Linked DNA regions of Hordeum vulgare: region 2 is linked to region 1. Evidence: chromatin contacts called from public Hi-C data. All regions are on one chromosome and are shown on one strand. The core of a region is the stretch at or near the end of the contact, and the rest is flanking DNA. Distances in the headings are between cores, read along the strand shown.

The links. A called contact is a pair of places that touch in the nucleus more often than the background predicts.
Region 2: a Hi-C map of seedling shows a contact between it and region 1, with 3 times the contacts expected there. The contact joins the promoter of LOC123449318 here to the promoter of LOC123449316 in region 1. A contact is called at or near these places in 3 of 6 Hi-C or Micro-C datasets (leaf and seedling).

What each region holds. Positions count from the first base shown.
Region 1 is chr4H:534,439,544-534,443,611 of MorexV3_pseudomolecules_assembly, forward strand. LOC123449316 (digalactosyldiacylglycerol synthase 2, chloroplastic-like) reads left to right here and starts at 1,859. Exons shown (of 5, transcript XM_045126497.1): 1 at 1,859-2,130; 2 at 2,462-2,805; 3 at 3,104-3,370. The coding sequence starts at 2,524.
Region 2 is chr4H:534,885,841-534,889,908 of MorexV3_pseudomolecules_assembly, forward strand. It overlaps LOC123449318 (replication protein A 70 kDa DNA-binding subunit B-like), which reads left to right and starts at 1,810. Exons shown (of 12, transcript XM_045126500.1): 1 at 1,810-2,103; 2 at 2,322-2,468; 3 at 2,556-2,771; 4 at 2,870-3,047; 5 at 3,145-3,412; 6 at 3,554-3,656; 7 at 3,759-3,883; 8 at 3,977-4,055. The coding sequence starts at 1,973.

The DNA of each region.
Region 1 (4,068 bases), core at 609-3,108:
GGTTTGCGGCCTCACGCCCACTCCTCGCAGTCCCCGCCACCTCAACATGCTCCGGTGAACGCCGACGAGGAGGAGGAGCTCATGAGGCAGGTGATGGAGAACTCCATCCACACCCATGACGAGCGTCGATGGATGAGCCTCGAGGAGATGTTAGCCCTCTCCGCGACGACGACGTCGCCATCTCGAAGTTGAAGATGGCCGTGAAGGAGCCCCCCACCATCGTCAAGGAGGAGGTCCTCGAGGAGCCCCCACTGGCGTTTCGAACCCGCGCATGGTCGGCCAGAGGTGGACCTGGTCATCCACGACGACGAAGATGGCCGACTGGGTGTGTGTCGAGCCTTGGGCGCCCACACCGCCACGGTCACCTGACCCTCCTCCCGCCATGGGAAGAGGCGGTGCAAGCGCCTCCGGCCATGCAGCCACCGCAAGCGCCACCAACCCACCTCTGGACGCCTTCATCGTATGTCGACCACGCCATGGACGACGACGAGGACGCGTGAAGACTACGTTGGCATTGACGGCAACCACTGCGGTAGTGGCACTACAATTTTTTAATGTTAACTAATGTTTTAGTTAAGCGGCCATGACTTTTGTAGACTTTTTAGATGGCCACGAGAGTGGTGGCATTTTAATAATGTTTAATTAAGTTTATTATAAAAATATGTGGTCTCTTTTATTTTATGGAAAAGTCTCTGAATCTATCGACTGATTTTCTTCATCTAGTAAACCCCCTCCTCTGTGTGCCACGTGCCCGCGTCAGGCGGCCCACAGCTTCTCCCAAACCTCGTCTCCAAGGACGACGTTGTCTCCTCCACATGTTTAGTTCTTTTCTTCCCCTTTCAATCTCATTCATTCTCACAACCAGAGGAGAGGAGCTGCGATGTAGCTCGTCGGCGTTGCAATCGAGTGCTCGCCGGAGCTCCCTTCCGGCACGCAATGGAGCGCTGCAATGAGGCGCTCGCGGGAGCTCCCTTCCGGCGCTGTAATGGAGAGTTCAGCTTGCCGTTGCTGCAATGGAGCGCTAGCAGACGCTTCTGATGCTCTGTAATGGAGAGCTCAACGGCGGTCTCGAAGTTGCGATGCCACCAGCTGCGCTGCATTGGAGCTCTCTCGGAGTTGCATTGAAGCTTCACCGAAGCCGTCGGTGCTGCTTTGAAGCTTCACCGGAGTTGCATTGGAGCTTCGTCGGACACCGACGTGCACCATGAGAGCTCCACTGGAACTTTTGCCGGGATGCAGCAACGCTGCGTCGAAGCAGCCACATGCTTACTGCTGCTACAATGTTGCAAGTGATTCAAGGGCGATCATCGCGTTGATTTGACGGTTGTCTAGCCGGATGATTTCTCTAAGAAATCAAGAAATCATCAGACTAATTCGTATCACGTCCCTTATTTTAGACGGTGTGTATGATTTACGATGCGGCCATGTATCGACTCATCGACTACCCAAACCGAACACGGACATTCATTTTACTGTCCCAAAATATACGAAATCCAATAAAACAGACATCTGGGGATCGAGGTTGGATATCGTGAGCTGGCACCTCAACATTCGAAACAGAGAGCCCCTCGCTGGCACGATGCCCTCTGTGAGACCCGGTCGGTTGCTTGGATTCGGTCGGCGCCCGAGCGTGGCTGTCAAGGGAGGAATATTCCACGCCATTAGGCATAATCTCAGATTACCGGCCACTAAACTACTCGCGCCTGGGGCCGCGTCAGCCGTCACGCTGTGCCGCCTCACGTCCGTCCAGACGCCGGCGAGCGGCCCGGATCGACCGGCGCACGTCGGCACGTCACGTCGTTGCCGCGCGGGACTGGACTGGATCAGGGGAAACAGTAGCACTCCGGCTTCCGGGGGGATCTAGCCAGCGCCAGCGCGCGCCCACGACACGACAGGTGTTGGTGGGGGTGGCCTGGCCGACTCCCTTTCCCCCTCCGCTCCGCTCGCTCCGCTCTCGGTTGCCGCCGCCGCCCGCCCGCCCGCCTCCTCGTCGCCACAGCCGTCGCCCCTCGCCGCCACAGCCGTCGCCCCTCGCCCTTGTCACGCTCCCGCCGGGCCGAACCCGCTCCGGCCGCGAGCTGCCCCCAACAGGCGCCTCTGGCGTGGAGCTCTCCTCGTCGAACCTCGGTGGTAAGCCGCCCCCTGATTCCTCGCCAATCCGCTCGATTTCGTCCAGCCCCGGCCCCCCGCGCGCGCGTTTGGAATAGTCGTCTGTTTGTTTGATCATTATTATTATTACTGGTAGCATCCCCCAGCACTCGGGAGCTCGCTTTCAACCGATTTGTGTCGTCTGGTTGCAAGTTGCAGCATGCATAGCATACCTGCTGTTACAGTTTACCCTGTGTCTCGTAACGATTCATACATGGAGATTAGTGAGTTGTTACTACTGTATACTTAGTACCCACATCTAGAAACCTGGTTCAGGAGTTTGATGCTCATGCATTTCCTTTGTCTTTCCCAGTGACGGGATACCTTACACGGCAACGTGAATTTTGGGTGGAATTCACGGCGTAGCTGTGCGCCATGTCCGCGAGGCGGCATTTCGCCGTGTTCACCACGGCCAGCCTTCCGTGGATGACGGGGACTTCCATCAACCCGTTGTTCCGGGCGGCCTACCTTGCCAAGGATGGGAGTAGAGACGTCACCTTGTTGATCCCCTGGCTTTCTCTACGGGACCAAGAGTTGGTTTACCCAAACAAGGTTGTGTTCGGTTCGCCGTTGGAGCAAGAGGGCTATGTTCGTCGCTGGATTGAGGAGAGGGTCGACTTCAGGCCATCGTTCAGCATCAAATTCTACCCCGCTAAGGTACACCAGTTCTTCTAGCCCAATGTGTTCTTGGGATCATCTTATCTTTTCCATGGTTTACTTTGCACAGCTGGTTTCCTTCCAAATATATCTGGCTGGATTTGTTTACAGTTTTAATAGAACTTTATTCCCTTGCTTGCATGGAGTTAAGCACAAATAGATGATGATTTGTTCTTGCTGGCGGTAGATCCTGTAGTTGTTGCCATCCATCTGGCAATATGTATATTCAGCCTCCCATTTTTCATTTGCTTTTGCTTTGAGGCTATTTGAAAGAGCTCGGCCTTTTCTTATGACGCAGTTTTCTAAAGAAATGAGAAGCATCCTACCTGTTGGGGATATCACAGAATGCATTCCAGATGAAGCGGCCGATATTGCTGTTCTAGAGGAGCCTGAGCATCTAAATTGGTACCACCATGGACGAAGATGGAAAAATAAGTTCAGACGAGTGATTGGTGTGATTCACACAAATTATCTAGCATATGTGAGAAGAGAAAAGAATGGACAAGTGATTGCCTGTTGCCTCAGATATGCGAACACCTGGGTTACCCGAATTTATTGCCACAAGGTAACATCCTGAATATTTGCGGTCAAACATTCACCTCTGTTATGTCAACCGTGTTACTCTGTTCATGATGCCTCATTTGTCTCAAGAATCTGGACCAAGCATGCATGATTTCTATTCATAATCTATGTCCATGCATACCCACATGTATATCCTTTAGATATAAGATCAACAAAGTTGTGATGAGTTAGCCTTTTTTTATCTGCTGATCTCAGTGCAGTGAATGTAGCCATGATTACACTACACAATGTTGACCTTATCACGTGGGGCTGATATGGATAGAAATAGATATTTAGTTAGAGCCCATGACAAAACGTCACAAAAACTGCCCTGGAAACGAGGAAGAGATAAATATCATCTAACAGAGAATTTCTGCACTACCGGGATGAATCAGCAATCTGTAACCTTTCTTATCCTGCAGCTCTGACCCAATAGTTGTTATTGCTGTAGCCATATAAAAAAATCTTGTATTTTTGTCCAAAATTTTACAAAATACACTATGATGGATAATTACCATCTACCAGGGGAACTTTTGACCAACTGCACCATATGTTATTTTTTTTTATAATTTGAACATCGGTTTTAATTGGCAATGACTGGGTAGTAGTATATGGTGAAATGCATACTTTCAGTTATGAGGTATGATGAATAAAACAAATAGGCATACTTTCAGGGTGCATTTTGCTTGTTCAAAATTTCCG
Region 2 (4,068 bases), core at 560-3,059, 450 kb after region 1:
GTAGCCAAGCTTTGTCCATCAAGGGTGCGTGTAGCCAGTCGGTCGAACGTGCGGACCCGTGTACAGCTGGCCTCTGGCCAACCGCCTGACCCACGGGGGCGACCGCCCGTGCGGCCACGCGGCCAAAGGGGCCAAACGACCCTGAATGTTTTGGAGCATGGACTCCTCTACTTTGGCATACCCAGGGGTCATATCCCCATCATCGTACCTCATCACAATCAATGTAATTAGAGCATTACTTAGGGTTTTACCTCGTAGGGAGGGCCCACACCTGGGTAAACATAGTGCATTTCTCTAGTTCATACTACCATCTAGTCGAGACCACCAACTCGGGACCCCCTATTGGGGATCCGTCAGTTTTAGCACTGATAGTCGGGGCATGAGGTATGTAGACCAAGTGACGTCGTGAAGGTGTTGGCATGCCACCGACGGACGTGGTGCTCCAATCTGATTTGGGCCTCACAGCCCAATCTAGGCTTCAGGGCCGATCAGGGCCGGTGCGGAAGCACGTGTCTGCCTTCTTCTCTAGGACGAGTCCGGTAGGGAGATGACTAGTGACGTGGGGGCCTCCTGGTCTTGCATCTAAAGGCAGTTTGGACATCCTGATCTTCGAGCACCAAGTCGTCGATATGCTTCATGTCGGCCTCCTTATCTGGACGTCGACGAGTTCCGGACTTCCCCTTAGAGATTTCCGCTGACTGGCGCATGGTGCCACTGGATATCTAGATCAGATTCGAATCGGTCGTGGGCGCCCTTATCTTCGGGCAGCGAGGCTTCATGAGGGCGTGGCGAGAAGCTTCACTTTCTTGTTAGTGCCGCGTAACATGTCTAAATATAGATATCCATGGTATTAACACAGATGACGAAAGTCATGATGGTTGCCATGGGAGGTTTGAAATGTGAGTGAGGTGTTTTGGTCGTGATGCAGACTAGCGACACATGTCCTTCCTGTGTGTCACGTATTTGGTGACCCGCAACAACAACCTTGACAAGATGGGGTGGCAGCACAGGTGAACTGCGTTTTTGATGGTGCTCTTTGAGCACCGAGCCGAGATTTTTAAAGTGAAAATTCAAGGTCTCGCCTTCATTGGTTGTACGTGGCAATGACCTTGTTAAAGACATTGTTTTTTATGAACTCAGACTTTTTTCAAGGTGAAAACCCAAGATCTTCGATCGGGCGAAGACACTCCTTATGCATTATTTTCTTTTTGGGAAGTTGCTTTCGAAGAATCTATTTTGTGGTCCAGATGTTGGTTAGGGTACTACCGTTGCGAGTGTCATCACCACGACGAGTCCTTTTTTTTGTCCGTGTGCATCCTTGATGTCACCTTGATGTCTTTAGACATCTTGTTGTTGTAAAAGCTGAACGTAATTGACATGTTTGCGATATTAATATATTTCTTTTTAATAAAAAATCAGTATTTCCTCCTCCCACGGCCAGTGCACACAGTATTTCCCCCTGAATCGTATCACACACACTTCCGAATTCAAAAACAAAAAAAATCACGTGTGGCTCGTCTCGATGTTGGGCCCCAAAGTCCTCCTCTCGACCCAGCTAGGCCGAGAAAGCGGCACCACCACACCGCTAACACCCGCTCTCTCTCCCCCCGCCCGCTCGCTCCCGGCGCGAAAACTCCCCTCAAAATTTTCCCGCCAGAGCCACCGAAACGTGAGCCAAAAAAAGAAAAACCATCCGCGCGCCTCCCGCCGTTGACAGAAACCCGCGGCAATTCGCAGGAGCCAGAAGCCCCCGCCCGCCAATTTCCCCCTCAAACGCACCTTATAACCAGCGCGCGGATCGCATCCCCTCTCCCAACTCCAAATCCAAACCCCATCCCCTCTCCCAACTCCAAATCCAAACCCCATCCCCTCTCCCAACTCCAAACCATTTCCGCCGCCGCTGCCCACCTTCACCACCGCCCACGAAATCTTCCTCCGGAAGGCGCGCGAAACCCCGCCGGAGACGAGAGGCATGGACGCCAAGTCGGTGACGCCGGGCGCCGTGGCCCTCATCCTCGCCAACCCCACGCCGGAGTCCGCCGCCGACGTGCCGGAGATCGTCGTGCAGGTCGTCGACCTCAAGCCCATCGGCTCCCGCTTCGCGTGAGTGCTCTCCCTCCTCCCCCCTCCCTCGTATCCTGTCGCCGGATCTATCCGTCCGTTCCGCTCATACCGGACCACGCGAAATCGCTCGTTTGGTCTTCAGAATATGTCTAGATCTCTGCGTTTTGCTCCGTGCCGCCGCAGATCTGTTCTTCTTAGCGCCGATTCCCCCTGTATATGACCCGTGACCCTGACGGACTGTTCTTGTTGCCTTGCAGTTTCATGGCTAGCGACGGGGAGGCGAAGGTCAAGGCGATCCTCTCCTCCCACTTCGCGTCGGAGGTCCAGTCCGGCAGACTCCAGAACCTCGGCCTCGTCCGCATCCTCAACTACACATGCAACGACATCCCAAATAAGTCGGACAAGTAAGTAAAATCTCCACCCCCCTCCGGCCATCTTATAGATCCGTTTCATCCTTCACTGAACACCGTGCTCTGTACGCTGTACGGCAGGATGGTGATCGTCACCAAGTGCGAGGTCGTGTCCCAGGCGCTTGACGCCGAGATCAAGAGCGAGGTCAAGATGGAAGAGCCATCCGTTCTCATGAAGCCCAAGGAGGAGGATGCGGTTATCTCCAAGCCCAATGGTGCGTCCCCGGATTCGATTATGCTGAAGCCCAGGCACGACGTGAAGTCCGCGTCCCAGATTGTTAGCGAGCAGCGTGGAAAGTAAGCTCTTCTTGCATAACAGCATCCTTACTCTACTGTTTCGCTTGCGGAAGTCTCTGAAGAATCGCTGCTAACTCTTGTAACTTCTGTATCTGCAGTGCTGCTCCCGCTGCTCGCTTGGCCATGACCAGGCGGGTCCATCCTCTGATCTCCCTGAACCCCTACCAGGGGAATTGGGTCATCAAGGTGCGGGTCACAAGCAAGGGCAACCTCAGGTCATACAGGAATGCCCGTGGAGAAGGCCATGTCTTCAACGTAGAGCTCACTGACGAGGATGTAAGTTCCCCTGACAATGTAGCGCTTTCATTCATGCATGCATTTGCCGAACCAAGTTTTAACTGTAAGCTGGCATTGCTTGATCTGTATAATACAGGGCACCCAAATCCAGGCCACCATGTTCAACGAGCCTGCAAAGAAGTTCTATCCCGTGTTTGAGCTTGGGAAGGTCTACTACATCTCCAAGGGGTCGCTGAGAATTGCAAACAAGCAGTTCAAGACGGTCCAGAATGACTATGAGATGACCCTGAATGAGAATGCTGTTGTTGAAGAAGCTGAGGGGGAATCTTTCATTCCACCAGTGCAATACAACTTTGTTAAGATTGATATGCTGGGGCCATATGTTGGTGGCAGGGAGTTAGTAGGTGAGGCCGAATTGCTTAAATTCAGTGAACTACAGTATATTATTACCTTATAGCATCCAGCCTGGCAGTGAACTACAGTATATTATTACCTTCTAGCATCCAGCCTGGCTAATTTTACTCTGTTCCATTTCTTGTCTGTAGATATCATTGGTGTTGTTCAGAGTGTATCACCTACTCTGAGTATCAGAAGGAAGATCGACAATGAGTCAATTCCAAAGCGTGACATTGTTGTTGCAGATGACTCGTAAGTGCAACTTAGCTTGCTGATAGCTTAAAATGTGGTTTATATGATATTGTAGCTAGAAACGTGGTGCATTCTTCTGATTTACATCTAATTTGATTGCAGAAACAAGACCGTCACAGTTTCTCTTTGGAATGATCTTGCCACCACTCTTGGTGAAGAGCTGTTGGACATGGTTGACTCTGCACCTATCGTTGCAATCAAGAGCCTGAAAGTATCTGACTTTCAAGGTATGTTCTTGATACCCTTCCAACCAACTGTTTTCTGGACAGTCATGAGTTGTTTGTTTGTGCTAATAGTTTGCTGCTAAATTTCTCTACCAGGCGTGTCTGTCTCTACAGTAGGCAAGAGTACACTTGTTATTAACCCAGAGTTGCCTGAGACTGAGAAGCTTAGAGCCTGGTAAGGCCCTGAT